2 separate regions of the Zea mays genome follow, and region 2 is linked to region 1. A link is a contact called in public Hi-C data. All regions are on one chromosome and are shown on one strand. The core of a region is the stretch at or near the end of the contact, and the rest is flanking DNA. Distances in the headings are between cores, read along the strand shown.

Evidence for each region. A called contact is a pair of places that touch in the nucleus more often than the background predicts.
Region 2: a Hi-C map of tassel shows a contact between it and region 1, with 1.9 times the contacts expected there. The contact joins two enhancer-like sites. A contact is called at or near these places in 2 of 25 Hi-C or Micro-C datasets (ear and tassel).

The regions. Positions count from the first base shown.
Region 1 is chr4:237,928,014-237,932,252 of Zm-B73-REFERENCE-NAM-5.0, reverse strand. LOC100193694 reads right to left here. Exons shown (of 15, transcript NM_001358863.1): 8 at 3,866-3,989; 9 at 3,598-3,721; 10 at 3,192-3,260; 11 at 3,014-3,105; 12 at 2,835-2,912; 13 at 2,370-2,428; 14 at 2,113-2,271; 15 at 1,555-2,035. The coding sequence ends at 2,135. Among protein-coding and RNA genes, the nearest start is that of LOC100193694, 8.9 kb to the right of the region's middle. Within about 2 kb of position 2,367, at least 9 of the 20 cell types and tissues checked have an H3K27ac peak or open chromatin away from gene starts, as enhancers often do. A contact at or near this core is called in ear and tassel, where this site is marked.
Region 2 is chr4:238,228,746-238,232,801 of Zm-B73-REFERENCE-NAM-5.0, reverse strand. No RefSeq gene overlaps it. Among protein-coding and RNA genes, the nearest start is that of LOC100279319, 31 kb to the left of the region's middle. Within about 2 kb of position 1,676, at least 17 of the 20 cell types and tissues checked have an H3K27ac peak or open chromatin away from gene starts, as enhancers often do. A contact at or near this core is called in ear and tassel, where this site is marked.

The DNA of each region.
Region 1 (4,239 bases), core at 1,118-3,617:
ACCAGCTGGGTGCCAAAATCTCTCCGGCTGCCACATCGGCATGTACTTAGGGCGCTAGCGCTCCCCCGCTAGACACGTAGCACTCTGCTACACCCCCCATTGTACACCTGGATCCTCTCCTTACGCCTATAAAAGGAAGGACCAGGGCCCTCTTAGAGAGGGTTGGCCGCGTGGGGACGAGGACGAGACAGGCGCTCTCTTGGGGCCGCTCGCTTCCCTCTCCCGCGTGGACGCTTGTAACCCCCTACTGCAAGCGCACCCGACCTGGGCGCGGGACGAACACGAAGGCCGCGGGATTCCCACCTCTCTCACGCCGGTCTCCGGCCGCCTCGCTTCTCCCCCCTTCGCGCTCGCCCTCGCGCTCGACCCATCTGGGCTGGGGCACGCGGCGACACTCACTCGTCGGCCCAAGGGACCCCCGGTCTCGGAACGCCGACAAGGAGCGACTGGTACACTAAGGCTACTGGCACCTCCGGTACGACGCTGCTGGTAAAACTTATTTCACCCTCCTATAGGAAAGGGAAGAGACAACATTCTTTCGCATAAGCAGACGTAGAGCCAACATTCTTTCGCATAAAGTTCTGAACCGATGGCTATGAACTATTCTAAAAAATTGACTTGCTAATTTGCATACGGATATATATTTCATTAAGATGTGAAAACAATTTGCAAGTATGTGTGATATGTTGTTTTACTAAACGGCTTGACCAATCTATATTTTTCGGTCCAAAACGACTAAAAATTAGTTGTCATAGTTATATCTGATATTAAATACAAAGAAAATTATACAGATCATCGAGGTAGCAAATTCACGTAAAAAGTATCATGGTTGGCCTGAGCATGACCCGGTTTTATTTTTCCCCTATTTTTCATAAAAGTCTCTATATTATATTTGAGTATAGAGTTTAAAATAAAAAAATGTGTGTGTTCTGGTGGCTAGGCAGATGTGATCGTGAGTTTAAAGCAAATAACCATGGTTCAAATCCTATTTACATTTACATATATTTTATCTTATTTTTACCGTTTAGTTTCTTGAAATTGTCCAAACACATGTGTTGTTTAGCGCATTTATTTTTAACATATAATTTCTATAGGGTATCAAACACATGCTTTGTCACTCACATGCGCAGCAGGCTTGCATGTAGTGGTGGCATTTGCATGCATGGTTACGCAGCTTTAGTTGCATTCGGCTTTGCATTCACGCTTATGCACATGCAGGCTTTGTATGTAGTGGTGGCATTTGCATGCACGATTGCGCAGCTTTAGTTGCATGCGCTGGCGAGGCTTGCATGTACGCAGAGGGCAAGGGCACGAATCAGGTCTATATTAGCCTCTTAATAGATAGTATAGATTATTACGAATTGGGCACATCATTTAACAGCACATTTTCACCATAATAACAAAAGGAATAGATGTCAGCAAAAGCTTTCATGTTGTCATTATTAGAAGAGTGGAACCTGCGAGGCCTTCTTGTTGGGTTACATCCTTTTATATTTAATTTTAAATAGAAAGAGATTTAACTTCGGTCGAATTCCTCCGCGTAGCCACATCACGGCCACAACCAGCAAATCACAGCCCACTGGTACACTTATCCGAACAATCTAATGAATACAACAGCAGCTGCATAGATAAAATCTACAGTATCTATGACAGAAACTATCAGAGTTCACGACAACTGATGGTTAGCTCTGACTAGGTTGCATTACACGTCGTAAAAGAGAAGGGGGGAAAAATCTTACAGCCTTTGTGATACGTGAGCAGGTATTCCTGTGACCTGTCTGTCTGTCTTCTTACCGCTTCCTTTTATCCTTCCGCAGCCAATTTCGCTACAAGGCAGGCAGCTACAGCCGTCGTCATACCTTGGGTGCCAAAAAGCTTCGGTAATAATAAACCAGTAACACATGCTTCAGCTTCACATCCACCAAGGAAAATCCCGAGGAGGAAGTCAGCTTGTGCCAGGACTGATCTTGTGGAATCACCGACTGCCGCTTTTCGGGGGCTCCCCAGCCATCGAACCGACAACAGTTTCCTGCGCCTGGATCCTTGAACGTGTGAAAGACCACGCCTTTCACTTCAAGCAAGCAAACAAGCAAAAAAAAAGCACTACTGTACCAGTTCTCTCTAGCACGTTCCCCTATGCGTAGTACATGTACAAGCTGTTTGCGGCAGCGCACGCGATGGAGTTCTCAGTTGGGTGCCACGCAAGATGGAGCAGCTTTGTTGAGAGGTCGCAAGAGTTTCCGCTGGCGTCAACGCTTGTGTTCTCTCCACCTGCACGGTGAGCTTAACTGATCAGGACCGAACCAAGGCGGCTGGATTTTTTTTTCCACCAGAAGGGCGTGGTCTGGTAGCGCAGGAGGGGTACTGACCTCTCCTCACAGCACCGGTCAGAGTCCGTGCAGGCCTTGCTGGATCAGCAACCTGTCGCCTGTATGGGTTTCCGCAATTCCAATGGTTAAATAGTACAAGTTTAGCCACGCTTGGAAAAGTAGTTTGCAAGTAGAGTGCATGTTGTTTCTATGGTACGTAGCTCCAAAATAGAAGGAAAAAAAAAGAAACATAAAAGGCTTCGTTGTCGTTGTGTTGTATTATTGTATTAAATACTATCTCCGTTCTCGAATATTTGCCGCCCGCTAGTTCATTTTTAAACTAAAACGCGACAAATAAAAAAGAACGGAGGGAGTACTAAACTCACTTGGAGCAGAAACTTAGTTAATTAGCGAGTAAGGGGCTCATGAATCATGTTCAAAAAAATATACTCTATATTCAGGTAGATTATAACTTAACCCACTTAACAATATGCACACTAATGGTAATCCCAACATTTGACGGACCTCATGGGATTTCTGCTGGCTTCCAACGTTGATGCCTCCACGCTTTCAGGAGAACAACCAAAAACACGAAACAAATTACTGCAATTACGATGCCACGAGATGAGTTAACATACAGAGGTGTTAAATGAACCCAACAGCTAGCAATTCTCACAGCTCATAGTGCGAGGATAAGGATATACCTATAAGAACCAGTTGCAACATGGAGTCCATCGCCGCTGAGGCAGCACTCAAATTTGTCAAAAATTGAATCGTTCTCGTATAAATCACAAAGCTGCAAAAGATGTTACCCACGCTATCAGATTACAGCAGATATTGATACGGCTCTTTCATTCTCATTCAGATGATAAGAAAATTCACCTTAGGACGTAAGTATTCATGAACCTGAAAAGTTGCAACTGGGCCTGAATCCATGTTTAGATCCCACAACTGGAGAAACAAAAACGGTTAACTAAAATTATTTCTAGCAGATAAACATATTTATCACAAAAGGGCAGAGCACCAAAAGTTCCTTGATCCTCAAAGTCTAAGTGAAATTATTTAAATATCTGATGGACCAATAAAAAGGGTAGGCTTGGTGCAGTGATCAGAACTCAATGACGTCACACAGATTATTTATAACATTGAAAGATGAACTCAATGCCTCAAGACCTGGATAGAGAAAAACGACGATTTTTCTGGTAATAAAATTGATATCTCGTGCACAAATCATACAGAGTAAAAGAAATATAAATTCAGTAACGGGATAGATAGGTCTGTTGCAAACCTTGAGTGTCATATAATCACGACTAAGAATGTGTCTTCCATCCCTTGCAAATTTTATATCTGAAACTGATGCTATTATCTCTGTAAAAAAGGATCTTGATCCAGGTGCTTCATGCTCCTCAAATCTGAACAAGATGCCCCAGTTAAACCAGATAAGACCATGACCAATAAATAAACTTAAAATGTTTGTAGCCATTAGAAATGATAAAATCTAAGCATTGCCTTCTAATCAACAATAATGTTACTGAAGTTCAAGGGGGGTTACTAACAGTTTAGCATGGTTGTCACACAGTGCTGACTGTCGCAGATCAATAAGCCGAATAGTACCCTTTGAGCTACTATATGCTAGTGTATTACAGTGAGTTGGATGGAACTCCGCACAAGTGATCACCTCTGAAATTGCACAGAATTATAATGTAATGGGTGTTGCCACATAACAAGTATGAAACCAACAGGAATTGCATGAGAACAAATGAATGTCTACAAAGATCTATTAACCAACAGCCAAGGGTGTCTCACAACCAGACGCTACCGACCGCTGCAGGCCCCAACACAAGTCGGTTCAGCCGGCCGCTGGGCCTTCCTAGTTCCTACCAGTCAGTACTGACCGCGTTGGAGCCGGACCCGATCGGTAACGACCACT
Region 2 (4,056 bases), core at 427-2,926, 300 kb before region 1:
ATTAAATTTAGTCACATAAATATTTTCTTAATAGTGGTACTAGTTATTATTATCTTTTGATAAACGAACCGATAAATCAACTTATTAAAGGGCCTCTAACTGAGTTGGTTAGATCATCTGAGTAATACTCCTCATGTTCCAAGTTGAATTTTAGGCTACACTTAAAAAAGCTCCTTGTCTATCACATGGGGAAGCACAAGTCAAAGCATATGAGTTTAAGAGGAAATTGAATATTTTTTGGGTACTCCAATCATTTATTTGGTGCAAGCATGCAACCAAACTAGTGGTCGATCTAGGATTTTATTTAAGGGTATACCATTTAAATTTTTTATACATAATTTATGAAACTTATTTTATAATTATATAATAATTATAGAATTTGCATCATGATTCATTATATATATATATATATTAAGTAACACAATAAGACCTAAATTCAAGGATTAAGTTAAAATCATCCACTAAGTACAATCTAAATAGTTTAAAATTTATATCAATAGTTCTAATACAACCATAAAAGAGTATTATAGACTTATAATACCATGTTTGGATAAAAATATTGGAGCACGGAATTAGGAATTGGAATCAACTTTCCAGAATTCAATTGTTTGGTTGCACATGGAATTGAGATTTGAAATTAGAGACCCAATTCCGTGGAATTGGACTATATAACTAGAAACTCACTGTCCCAATATAGAATATCACTCCTTTGTATTGTGTGGAATTGGACCACACAATTCTAAACTCTAATTCAGTGACATCCAAACAATAAAATTGGAATTACATCTCATTTCAATACCATGCTTGGTTAGGTATTGAACTAAATTCAATTACATGTCCTCTAATATTGGCATCCAAATGAAGCATAACATTATTTTTCTTAAGGAATATAAATGTCTTGGATATATCATTTTATCAACTTTAAAGAAAATATCCATTTCAAACAAAAATGACTAGTCTATCATAAAAAAACATAACCTCTTACCTTATTCTTAATTTGCTTTTTTTACTAAAAACATATTTTTTTCTCTTTCTTATTCTCTCCCCCTGACTTCAATCAAGTAGATTATATTAGAAAAAGTATAAAAGATAGTTTGATAACTCTATTTTTGCAACGATTCTCATTTTTCTAAAAAAATGAAGTATTTTTCCAGAGAAAATGAAGACCCCTTAAAAAAACAGGGTTGCCAAACTAACCCTAAAAGAAGCGGTGTAGATATATCTGTTGTCGTATTGTATCAAGATTGTCTGTCCCGTGATGTTGTGAGTGTGTTTGGTAATTTTGTACGCGTGCACACAAAAAAATAGACTGTACAAGCAATAACAAGTATACACGAAAAATAGATTTACTAAATATGATTGATAGTATAGAATATTTTTCCATAAAGTATACCACTAGACTAAAATCTAGTAGTAGTCTTGAAAATATCATGAGCAATAACAAGCAAGCAGAACAAAACATTCACGATATGGTTCAACGTAATGTTAGTTACAAGTATACACAACTGAACAGTATTTCCAGTAACTTTCAAATGCATATCCAAATTCGATGACGGATATTTGTTTCATGCCATCGTCGTGCCGTCCAAGAAATCGCGTGGATATATAAGCAGAGCAGGCTCGTATCGTAGACACGACACATGGGTAATGGGCTCGTATCGTAGTTAACGAAATGCGATATGGCTTGTGTAGTGGGCCAATTCGTACACGTGAGACTGGACCGGACCTGCCCAAACAAGGCCCAAGAGAAATGTGCCTAGTGTTACGATCGAGCTGATGAATCCATTTCGTGATAGTGTGCTAACCATATACTCCATCTATTTTTTTATTTGTCACAATTTAGTTCAAAAATAATTATTATACGACAAATATTCGAGAATGAACATAACACTATACAGTCAATTAATCATGCAAGGCGATCATGCTGTTATTATTCGACTTGTCGTGGCACGAACGTAGGGATTAATCGAATTTAATCAATTTGCCGGCATCGCTTTCATGCACGGTGGCAGCCTTGATCACAATAGTCTACCGTGGAAGACCGGGACACTATCATAATTCGATTCTTTGCTGAATACCAAATAATTTACCGAATTTTTTTTCGTACTCGATAAAGAAGTTTTTTATTAAGTGTCAAACAAAAAAACACTCAACAAAGGGTTTGCTTGCCGAGTGTTTTATTTTTGACACTGGACAAATAGTTTCTCCGTCGGGTGTTTTATTTTTGACACTCGGCAAAGTGTTTTGTTTCCGAATGTTTTTTTTCAACACTAGACAAAGACAATTTAAAAAACACATTTTGAAGCAGTAAATTAATTCAAATGAAAAAGTTTTCAGCTACAAATTTTTATAACTCATCAAGATGTACAATTTATATTTTTGTCATTTCTTCATATGACAAAATAAAAGTAAATTTGTTCATAAAAACTGTATCTCTCTCGTATTTTATGAAACTACAGGAGAGATGTATAAGATTTGTGAATAATGTTAAAACTAATATGTGGTATGAATAAATGACCAAAAAATTAAAATAAAATTTGTATATCTTGAAAAGTTATAGAATTTTATAGTTGGTAACCTTTTGATTTGAAGTCACCTTAGCAACGAAAACTACGTCTGAATTTTAAAAATTTTAAATTCGAATTTTTAAAACGACCTCAAATGGAAAAACAACCAGAATGAAAGTTGTAGGTCTTAAAAGTTATGAAACTTTGTAGTCGACAACATTTTGGTTTAAAACCATCTTTTCTTGCAAAATTTTGTTTGAATTTTAAAATTTGAATTTTTCAAATGACCTTGGATGGAAAAACCACCAAAATAAAAGTTGTAGGTCTTGAAATGTTATGAAACTTATAATTGACATTTTTTTATTTGAAATCATGTTGCCATAGAAAAATATGTTTGAAGTTTTCAAATTTAAAATTTAAATGTTGTAAACGAAGGAATAGTGGTTAGCTTGAAATTTGAAACTATCAATATGAAAGTTATAGATCTTGAAAAGTAATACAACCTTAAAGTCGACAACATTTTCATTTAAATTTATTTAGTACCTCAAATAATAATTTAAATCTTGATTGGTTATAATACATGTGGAAAGAAACTCTACGATCATAGTAATGGTCAATAAAATCTGATATGTAATACATATATTTGGATAACAATCTACCATGTAATGAATTGAAGAATCTCAGTAACTGATAAAATTATTAATATCAACATCAAATGAGTTACCATAAAAAATATATGCAAAAGTTATATAAAACTACCGTAAATTATGATTATCCAAAAAATTATAAGAAACATATATTTTTTTGGGTCCTCTTGCTACTTGGGCCCTAGGCGGTCGCCCCTCCTGCCTAGCCCTGGTCAGGTGAGAGTCTCAGATCGGACGTGCTAACCGTCACGAATTAAAAGAAGCTAACCATTATTCCTTCGATAACTGATTGACCATTTGCCCAATCATCGAGCCAATAAAACTAGTTTGTATGTGATTCCCCTCTCCTCCCCTTAGGACTCACTTGTCAGCTTAAGTGGGGTATCCCCAACTAATGGTTTAGCTCTTCACACACACACATTCACTCCTCTCTACCCCTCTCTCTTAAGGGTAGAGTCGTAGAGAACACAAGAAAGAGAGAGAGAGAGAGAGAGAGAGAGAGAGAAGAAAAGAGAAAGAAGAGAAAGAAAACAAGAAGAATAAAGAGAACCAAGCTCCATCCCCTCAATAAGCATGGGAGTCTAAACGTAATCATTACTCTCTTTGTTCATGTCTTCTCGTGCCGATCCTCAGTCTTCGTAGCATGTCCTTCTAACTTCCTTCTGTCATCTTGTGCGCTTAGTAGGGCACCAGGAGGCTTAGGCAGGGGGCCCATAGGTCATGATTGGGCTCAGCCCTAGGGTTCATAGGTCATGAGTGGGACACAGACCTTGGACCCATAGGTCATGAGCGGGAGGCGGATAGGCTCTCTCTGAAAGGAAAATGGCCTTAAACCATTTATTATATTTTGGTGCTTGACGACCTTCACAACCATTCGGACTAACTAGTTTGCCTAGTCTCTG